Regions from separate parts of the Sus scrofa genome. Here all the other regions are linked to region 3. The links are chromatin contacts, called in public HiChIP or PLAC-seq maps. All regions are on one chromosome and are shown on one strand. Each heading gives the region's core, a stretch centred on a gene start, on an enhancer-like site or on the middle of the called end of the contact. The rest is flanking DNA. Distances are from core to core; before and after follow the strand shown. Region 1 overlaps KIAA2012. Region 2 overlaps KIAA2012. Region 3 overlaps CDK15 (cyclin-dependent kinase 15).

Evidence for each region. HiChIP or PLAC-seq counts read pairs in DNA pulled down with a chosen protein or histone mark.
Region 1: an H3K27ac HiChIP or PLAC-seq map of skeletal muscle shows a contact between it and region 3, with 9 times the contacts expected there. The contact joins two enhancer-like sites. A contact is called at or near these places in 11 of 47 Hi-C or Micro-C datasets (adipose tissue, embryonic fibroblasts, fetal liver and 6 more) and 1 of 2 datasets of contacts at active chromatin or transcription factors (skeletal muscle).
Region 2: an H3K27ac HiChIP or PLAC-seq map of skeletal muscle shows a contact between it and region 3. The contact joins two enhancer-like sites. A contact is called at or near these places in 20 of 47 Hi-C or Micro-C datasets (alveolar macrophages, embryonic fibroblasts, fetal heart ventricle and 11 more) and 1 of 2 datasets of contacts at active chromatin or transcription factors (skeletal muscle).

What each region holds. Positions count from the first base shown.
Region 1 is chr15:105,763,461-105,766,259 of Sscrofa11.1, forward strand. The region is part of intron 14 of KIAA2012; the gene reads left to right. Among named protein-coding and RNA genes, the nearest start is that of KIAA2012, 84 kb to the left of the region's middle. Within about 2 kb of position 1,256, at least 1 of the 83 cell types and tissues checked has an H3K27ac peak or open chromatin away from gene starts, as enhancers often do. A contact at or near this core is called in skeletal muscle, where this site is marked.
Region 2 is chr15:105,742,611-105,745,310 of Sscrofa11.1, forward strand. The region is part of intron 13 of KIAA2012; the gene reads left to right. Among named protein-coding and RNA genes, the nearest start is that of KIAA2012, 63 kb to the left of the region's middle. Within about 2 kb of position 1,286, at least 31 of the 83 cell types and tissues checked have an H3K27ac peak or open chromatin away from gene starts, as enhancers often do. A contact at or near this core is called in skeletal muscle, where this site is marked.
Region 3 is chr15:105,476,007-105,478,837 of Sscrofa11.1, forward strand. The region is part of intron 10 of CDK15 (cyclin-dependent kinase 15); the gene reads left to right. Among named protein-coding and RNA genes, the nearest start is that of CDK15, 76 kb to the left of the region's middle. Within about 2 kb of position 1,390, at least 6 of the 83 cell types and tissues checked have an H3K27ac peak or open chromatin away from gene starts, as enhancers often do. A contact at or near this core is called in skeletal muscle, where this site is marked.

The DNA.
Region 1 (2,799 bases), core at 6-2,505, 290 kb after region 3:
TATGATTTCAGTTTTCTTTATTAAGAATGAGTATGAGGAGTTCCCATGGTGGCTCAGGGAAACGAATCTGACTAGCCTCCATAAGGATGCAGGTTGGATCCCTCACCTCACTCAGTGGGTTAAGGATCTGGTGTTGCTGTGAGCCATGGTGCAGGTTGCAGACGCGGCCCAGATCCCGCGTTGCTGTGTCTGTGGTATAGGCCAGAAGCTACAGCTCCTGATTCGACTCCTAGCCTGGGAACCTCCATATGCCGCAGGTGCAGCCCTAAAAAGCCAAAAAGAAAGAAAGAATAAGTGTGAGATCTTTTTACTACACAAGAAAACTTGTACACCCTTGAAGTTGAAACTCACGAGATACTGATTTCCTTCAAGCATTAGGAAGGCATTGAAATTACATTACATGATATGCTACATGGAATTGCCAAATGTATTTTCCTTATTAAGCCTTTTAAGAACTCCCTACAAATTTTTTTTTTTTTTTAAATTTTTGTCTTTTTGCTATTTCTTTGGGCTGCTCCCGCGGCATATGGAGGTTCCCAGGCTAGGGGTCCAATCGGAGCTGTAGCCGCCGGCCTACACCAGAGCCACAGCAACATGGGATCCGAGCCGCGTCTGTGACCTACACCACAGCTCACGACAACGCCGGATCGTTAACCCACTGAGCAAGGGCAGGGACCGAACCCGCAACCTCATGGTTCCTAGTCGGATTCGTTAACCACTGCGCCACGACGGGAATTTCCCAAATTTATTTTTATTCCCATTTCACAGATGGAGAGGCTGAGCTTCAATGATAGGTCATGCGGCACATGGCCGAACTCTGGCTCCTGCAGCCCCTGCTCCCCCATCCTATGGGGAGCTTTGATAGTTCCTTATCAAAGCCGGCTGTGGGCCTAGAAGTACCACGCTCAGATGGGGGGCTGTGGGTGAGAGTAGAGGGCAGGACCGGTGGAAGGTTCTCCAAAAACAGATGAGAACTTCAGGCAACCTGGCCCAGCCTCTGTCGAACAAAGAACCTGAGGCTAGGGGTTAAGTATCTCACACGAGCTGAAAGGCATGAGGTGTGGGCGTCAGGGCTTCAGTGCAGACAGCAGGCAGTCTGACGCCAGGACCTGCACCCTGACAGCTGGGGCAGCTATGTCTTCTGTCTCGTTTGAGTGTGGCTGTTTGTGTTTACAACGTGTTTGTTACTCTCTGCGCCCACCCCCACCCCCCCAGCCCTCTAATACCGCACTGCTGCCAGTGCCCTTTCTAAATACAGCTGGGTCATACCACTGGGTTGCTGGACACTCCTACCACGTCTCCAGTGGCCTTCCTGTTAAATCTTGGCATCAAAAATATATTGCTTTTATAAATAGAAAAATATAACAAATGAATTAAAAAAAAAAAATTCCAGACTGCAACATTCAAGATCTGGCTGGTGTCTGATTCACACGGCCCAGGCTCTGCAGCCCCGCCAGCCTCCCCCACAAACCAGTACCTGCGGTTTCCTCTGTGGGAACTGCCCTACCTCCCCTTCTCTGCAAGACTTAACACCGTGTCCACTGGTAAACAAACCTTCCTGGCCTAATTTAGCTTCACCTCCCGCGAGGTCCTGCAGAAACCTGTCATAATCTGTCACAAGATTTATCACACTGCATGGCAACGTGAGATTTCTAGTCATTTCTCTACAGGGATTCTCTACAAATAGATCTCTCGGCCTTGTGCCTCAGTACCCAGCACAGTACCTGACACACGACAGACACTCAATAATAAATATTCCTAAGCAGAAGGAACAGATAAAGAGCAAATGATTTGGCCAGAATAACAGAGCTGGGATTTGAATTTTCAGTCCTTCTGTGTATATTGCTCACCAAGTATTATTGCCTATGTTTCAGTCATCGCCTTTGTAACTGATATTAAAAGTGACAGCATTTTTTTTAGTTTTACTTTTTACTTTTTTTTTTTTTTTTGGTATTTTTAGGGCCGAATCCATAGCATACGGCAGTTCCCACGCTAGGAGTCGAATCAGACCTGCAGCTGCCTACACCACAGCCACAGCAACACCAGATCCGAACTGCATCTGTGATCCATGCCACGCCAGATCTTTAACCCACTGATCGAGGCCAGGGTTCAAGCCCACATCCTCATCCTCATCGATACTAGTCAGGTTCTTAACCTTCTAAGTCACAATGGGAACTCCTAGTTTTACTTTTTTTAATTCAAATTTTGAATCCAAAATATACTCAGGAGTTTTTTAAAATTTAAGTATAAAAAGGTATGTCTCCCAGCAGCTGGGTTCCCTTCCCCTTGGACCACACTGTTGCTAGTTTTCTGTGTGCCCTTCCTGAGTTGCAGTATGCAAATAGAGGCCAATACAAGATAGAAACACAGACAGAGAAGTATTTTATACATGTTTCTACATCTCTTACACATTGCTCACAGTCTTACTTTTTTTACTCAATGTATCTTGAAATTCTGTGTTGAGATGCTTTTTAATGATTGCATAGTATTCTGTTGTACGAATTACCATAATGTATGCAATATGTCCCCAATTGATTGAATATGTAGGTTGTTTCCAATCTATTGCAAGGAATGATTTAGGTATATGTCTTTTCACATGTATGTTCATATATGATAGCTTTTTGACACTTTTCTAAGCAACAGGCAGAATTTCAAATTAAGACTACGTCTTTTTATAACAGGGACTCCTCAAAAGATTCTTTCCAAATCCCTGAGTCTGCCTCTGTCTCCCCATCTGTGGAATGAGAGGAATAGTCCTTGCCCCTGAAGGCTCATAGCTACATGTTGTTAAGATTGAAT
Region 2 (2,700 bases), core at 36-2,535, 270 kb after region 3:
TGCACAAACCAGCTCGCTCTGAGAATTGCCTGTGCCTGGGAGTTCCCATCTGGGTGCAGTGAAAACGAATCCCACCTAGGAACCATGAGGTGGCAGGTTCGATCCCTGGCCTTGCTCAGTGGGTGAAGGATCCCACATTGTGGTGAGCTGTGGTGTAAGTCAAAGATGCGGCTGGGATCTGGCCTTACTGTGGCTGTGGTGTAGGCCAGCAGCTGTAGCTCCGATTAGACCCCTAGCCTGGGAACCTCCATATGCCATGGGTGTGACCCTAAAAAGCAAAAAAAAAAAAAAAAGAGAGAGAGAGAGAGAATTGCCTGTGCCTCCTTTGTGAGAGGAGGGGGCTGTTCCCACCAGAACCAGCTGATTTGTTCAAGCAAGTTTTATTTCCTTTAGAAGTAGCCCCCTGTGAGTCCCCCTGTGAGTCCCCCTGTGGCACAGTGGGTTAAGGATCCCGCGTTGTCACTGCAGTTGCTGGCGTTTTGCCGCTGCGCGGGTGGGAATCCCCAGCCGCGGAACTGCCACATGCCTCTGGCCCGGCCAAAGGAAAAAGGAAAAAAAAGAAGACGCCCCACTAAAGGAAAGTTATTTGAGGAAAAGTCTCGGACGCCCCACTAGCCCCCAAACGCGAAGAAAATGAGGGTGGGGCGCCTTAGGGGAGGGGAGTGTCTTCTGCGCCTCCCCCACCCCCGTACTTTTGGAGGCTAATGGCTCTTTATTAATCACTTCAATTTTAACTACTTCCTCAACCTACTCTATGTAAATGACTAATTTCATGTTTACTATAAATCATCTGGAAAAGATTTAGAGACAAATTTCTGCCCAGCAGATTTCGGTTACGTACCTTGATGAGCCACTGGCAAATTCAGTGAATCCCTCCCTCTGTCGCCTTTCCACTCTGCGGCAGGCTAGGGGGTCACACAAAATTGATCTCTATCAGCATCAGGGGTTTCTGCTCGCCTGGCCTTTAACTGCCCCCTAATTCACCCCCTCCCTCCCTTCCCTGGGGTCGGACCACATTAGGAGTTTAGTCACAAAATACTTTTACTTTTTTTTTTTTATCAGTGTGTTAGCTTCGAGTGAAAACACAAAACCAAAATAGCAACTACCCCCCACCAAGGGTGGACTATTTTGGCATCACCACGCTTTCACGAGAAGTCACATACCTCGATTTGGAAAGCAATTTCTGACGGGCGGGTGAGAGTGAAAGCCAGCGGGTGCTTTGCAGACGTGACCGGGTTCCCGGATTTACCCAGTTCTGGAGGCTGCCTCTGGTGCCCCCTACTGGTTGGAGTTTTTAAACCCTCGGCTGTGCGTTTCCCGAGCCGCGGTCCGCGCCGGGGCCGCGAGCAGGAGGGATCCCGTCTTCCGCCTCCGGCACGCGGGCGGGCAACCGGTGGGACTCGCCGCCGAGGCACCTCCTCCACCCCTGGTGGAGAATGCGGACCTGGGCGGTAAAACCAAAACCAGAAATGAGTAGCGACTGGCGACAACGTCCTAGGAGTCGCAGGAGGGGGTTGAGTTGGGGAAAGAGGGGGAAGAAACCTACTAGGAGAAACGAGGAGATGAAAAGAGAAATGAAAAAAGAAAAAGGAGACAAGCAGACGTGTTTCAACTCCAAGCTCCCATTTCCTCTTTCAAATGAACTGCCTCCCCACTGTGAACAGAATCAAGTATTTATGAAGGCATTTTTTGCATATTAATAGCTGCATGTGGAGCTTTGCCAGTTCTGAAGTCCTAAAGGTATGGTGCCCTTTTTTGAATGCAGGTCCTCCACGCTCCTCACAGAATTTGGTATTCTCCTTCACATAGATTTTCCTTTTTGCCTTGTGGCTCCTCCTAAGGTCTTTCATTTGATTAAGGGAAATTAGTTCCCGGGATACGGTCAGAGTCCAAGCCCTGCTCTTAGCTCGGTGGCTGACATCAATCACTAGAGAAGCTTTTCCTCTTCCCCAGGGCCTCTCTATGTAGAGGCCAAAGGTTGCGTGAGGTTACTAGCACCTAAAAAGAGCATTAAAATTGTAAATGAAAATTCCAGCAGGAGTGTTAATATATCTATCGTGAGTGAGGAGAAAGTAAAACTTTTAAAAAAGGAAGAAAAATAATTGCATTAACTGCAACAGCATGACTAGCTATGCTCGGTAAAGATTATGAGCGATTTTAAAAGGAAAACATTGAAAACCAGTTAGAAAAAGAAGCAGGAGACATAAACAATTCATGTCAAAAATAATAGAGAACAAACAAGATTCATCCTGAATAGCAAATTTTTTGTCTGAGTAGCAGTTTAAATTGAGGCAAACTGAAAAAATAAATAAATAAATAAATTGAGGCAAACTGGAGGTGCCATTTTTATTTGAGATTTGAGATTTGTGCCTTCTCTCACCTTTTTTTTAATGGTAACACTCAGTACTGCTGAGGTATTGGTAAAACTGATACACTTAACACACTTCCAATGGGTTGTAGTTTGGTTCAATTCGCTTGTAAATCAAAATGGCAGTATGACTTGTGAAACATGGAAAATTTTCATATCCATTGATTCAGTATTTCTGACTTCTGGGGATTTATCCTAAGGAAATAGCTGAGCAGAAAAAAAAAAAAAAATGGGTGAAGGTGGCCATTGCAGCACTATCTGTAATACAAAAAAATTGGAAACAGCCAGAGACGTTATTAAATTAATTGTGTGGGATTTAATTCAGGCATTAA
Region 3 (2,831 bases), core at 140-2,639:
TTAAATTCAAGACCAGAAGCAATGTGGCAATGCTCTAGTTTCTAGAAGATAAATAGGAAGTCTCAGCTAGAGACGTGGCAAAGGATAAGGACTGTTGGGGCAAAACTAAAAAGCATGTAGGAGGTAGAGTCAAGGGGAGGTTGTAACTGACTAGATTTGAGTTGCGAAGGAGAAACCTAAATCCAGTGGGTGAGAGAATGAGGGTACCATACACTGGCACAGAGGGAAAAAAGGGGGGTACTGAGGAATAGATTCGTAGGGCATGTAATGAGTATAAGGTTTGAACATTTCCAGATTAAGAGATCTCTGGGGCCACCAAATGGAGATATCTCAAAAGCAATGAGAAATGTAATTCTGCGGAATTCCCGCTGTGGCTCAGTAGGAACGAACCCAAATTAGTATCCATGAGGATGTGGGTTCGATCCCTGGCCACGCTCAGTGGGTTAAAGAGCCGGTGTTGCCGTGAGCTGTGGTATAGGTCAAAGACTTGACTTGAATCCCGAGTTGCTGTGGCTGTAGCGTAGGCTGGCAGCTGCTGTTCTGATTTGACCCCTAGCCTGGGATCCTCCATGTGCCACAGGTGCAGCCCTTAAAAAAGCAAAATACAAAACAACAACAAAAAAACGGAAGTGCAGGCCTATGATTTTAAGGGTCTTAATCTAGACGTGCAAAATTGGAAGTCATCTGCTTAAATGGTATTTAAAGCTCCAGATGTGAATTCAGTTGCTCCAGGGAGCGCATGTAGCGAAGGAAGACTGATGGAGCCCTGGGGGAGCAGTGCTGCAGGATCGGGTAGAAGGGAAGGAGTCTTCGGAAGCTGAGGAGGAATAGCCAGAGAGGCCAGAAAAGACCAGAAGATGGTGATAATCATTATTGTCATCATCATCATCCCATGGCAATAGTAATCCTGGAAGGGAGTGCCAAGTGCCATGCCCACAGTCTCAGTGCCGAGCACAGCACCTGCCCCGGGTGACCCTTGAACATTCGTAGAGATGCCAGGGGAGTGATAAATGTTGTCAAGTGACACATTGTTAAATGCCATACACTTGGAATGGCGTGATCCAGCTATAGCGCAAACATAGCTTGTGGGGGTGGACAGACATTAAACAGGCACTGCTCATGGGTGGGAGGGGGGGCGGGGAGGGGGACTCCTGACTGTGCCTGTCCCGCCCCCTTCTCCATCCATCCACCAGGAGAAAGGCCTGGCTTTCCTTCCTCTGAAGAGAGGAACAGGCTTCAAAGGATGAAATACTTGCTTAGAATCCACAAAAAAGTTTTGATGCAGGGTTAGAAAAGTGACACTCCCTCCCGCCCCCGCCATGTGAATGGAGGTGCCGGGCTCCAGTGCCGAGGAGTGTACTGACTTTTGGCGTCCTGATGACACCCAGACAGGAGAGAGCCTGGTGCTCCAGAGCCAAATTTAGACTCCTTGAGCAAAGGACTGAGGGACCTTCCAAGCCAGCTACCTGAGGCAGAGGGAGGAGCAGCGGTGAGGGCAGGCGTGGGGGGGGGGGGGACAGATAGAAGAGCAACAGATTTTTGCAAGCCGCTTTAAAGTTCCTGCTCAAGATAGCGAATTAAAGCTAACACCATTATCAACTATCTAAATATATGGTATCTCAGGAATGCATTGTATTCGGGAAATTCCAGAGGTGTAGTTCAGTAGACGGCACCATTGATAACCTTCGGGTGATTGCGGGGAGACTCTAGTAACTAGAAAATGTTTTACTTTGTGCTAAGGCTCGAAATGATCCTGGTGATATTTTATCAATCAACCAACAAATCTCTATTGATCTGAATCGGTTGTGAAATATATCTTAAAGATGTATTCCTTAAAAATATATTTTAAGATATATCTTAAAGATATCTTAAAGTATATAAATACACATATTTATATATGTAAATATAACTTAAAGGTATATTCCTTAAGGATATATTTTTTTAAATGCATGATTTTATTACTGGAGCAACCATTTGACCCTCATTTCACTTTTACTCTCTTTCGTGTGGAAATTAAGATGTTCAGCTTTTGGAGTTCCTGCCATAGCGCAGTGGAAATGAATCTGACTAGGAACCATGAGGTTGTGGGTTCGATCCCTGGCCTTGCTCAGTGGGTTGAGGATCCTGCATTGCTGTGAGCTGTGGTGTAGGGCACAGACACGGATCAGATCTGGCTGTGGCCCTGACGTGGGCTGGCAGCTCTAGGTCCGATTAGACCCCCCTTGGCCTGGGAACCTCCATATGCCTCAGGTGCAGCCTTAAAAAAGAAAAATAAATAAATAAATAAAGATGTTCGGCTTTTAAACTTGCCCCGTTGCAACTTCTTTGGCTCTTCCTGCCTGGGATTCCAATTGAACTTGAATTGGAAACTCTTTTCAAGAGAGCTGGAAAAGGAGGAGATGGAGAGGAATCTGGTCTAATGATTTACCATCGTCTTTGGAAGGAGAAGGGAAATAAGCTACCTACAGCCCCATGATTTGAGAGGCTACCGAAGCCAGAGAAGCAGTCTCCTGGTGAAACGGTGCTGGGTAAAATGCCTCTTTGTGGATCGTTCTCTCATTGATCGCTTGTAGTTTAACTACTGGGGAAAAATCAATGGGAGCAAAGCAGGGTCGGTCAGCATCTACTTATCTGCATAAGGGCGGAGGGCTGGCCACAAAGCAGGCACTGGGCTTTGGCTCTGCTTCCTAAGAGCAAGCTGGCTGACCCTGGACACCTCAATCCCTCTATCTAGGCTAACGTAGCTACAAATTAGATGAGGAAGAGAGTCAGATACAGTCTACAGAAGTCATGGAACCTCAAGGTCGATGTTGTCATACTGCCTCCTGGAG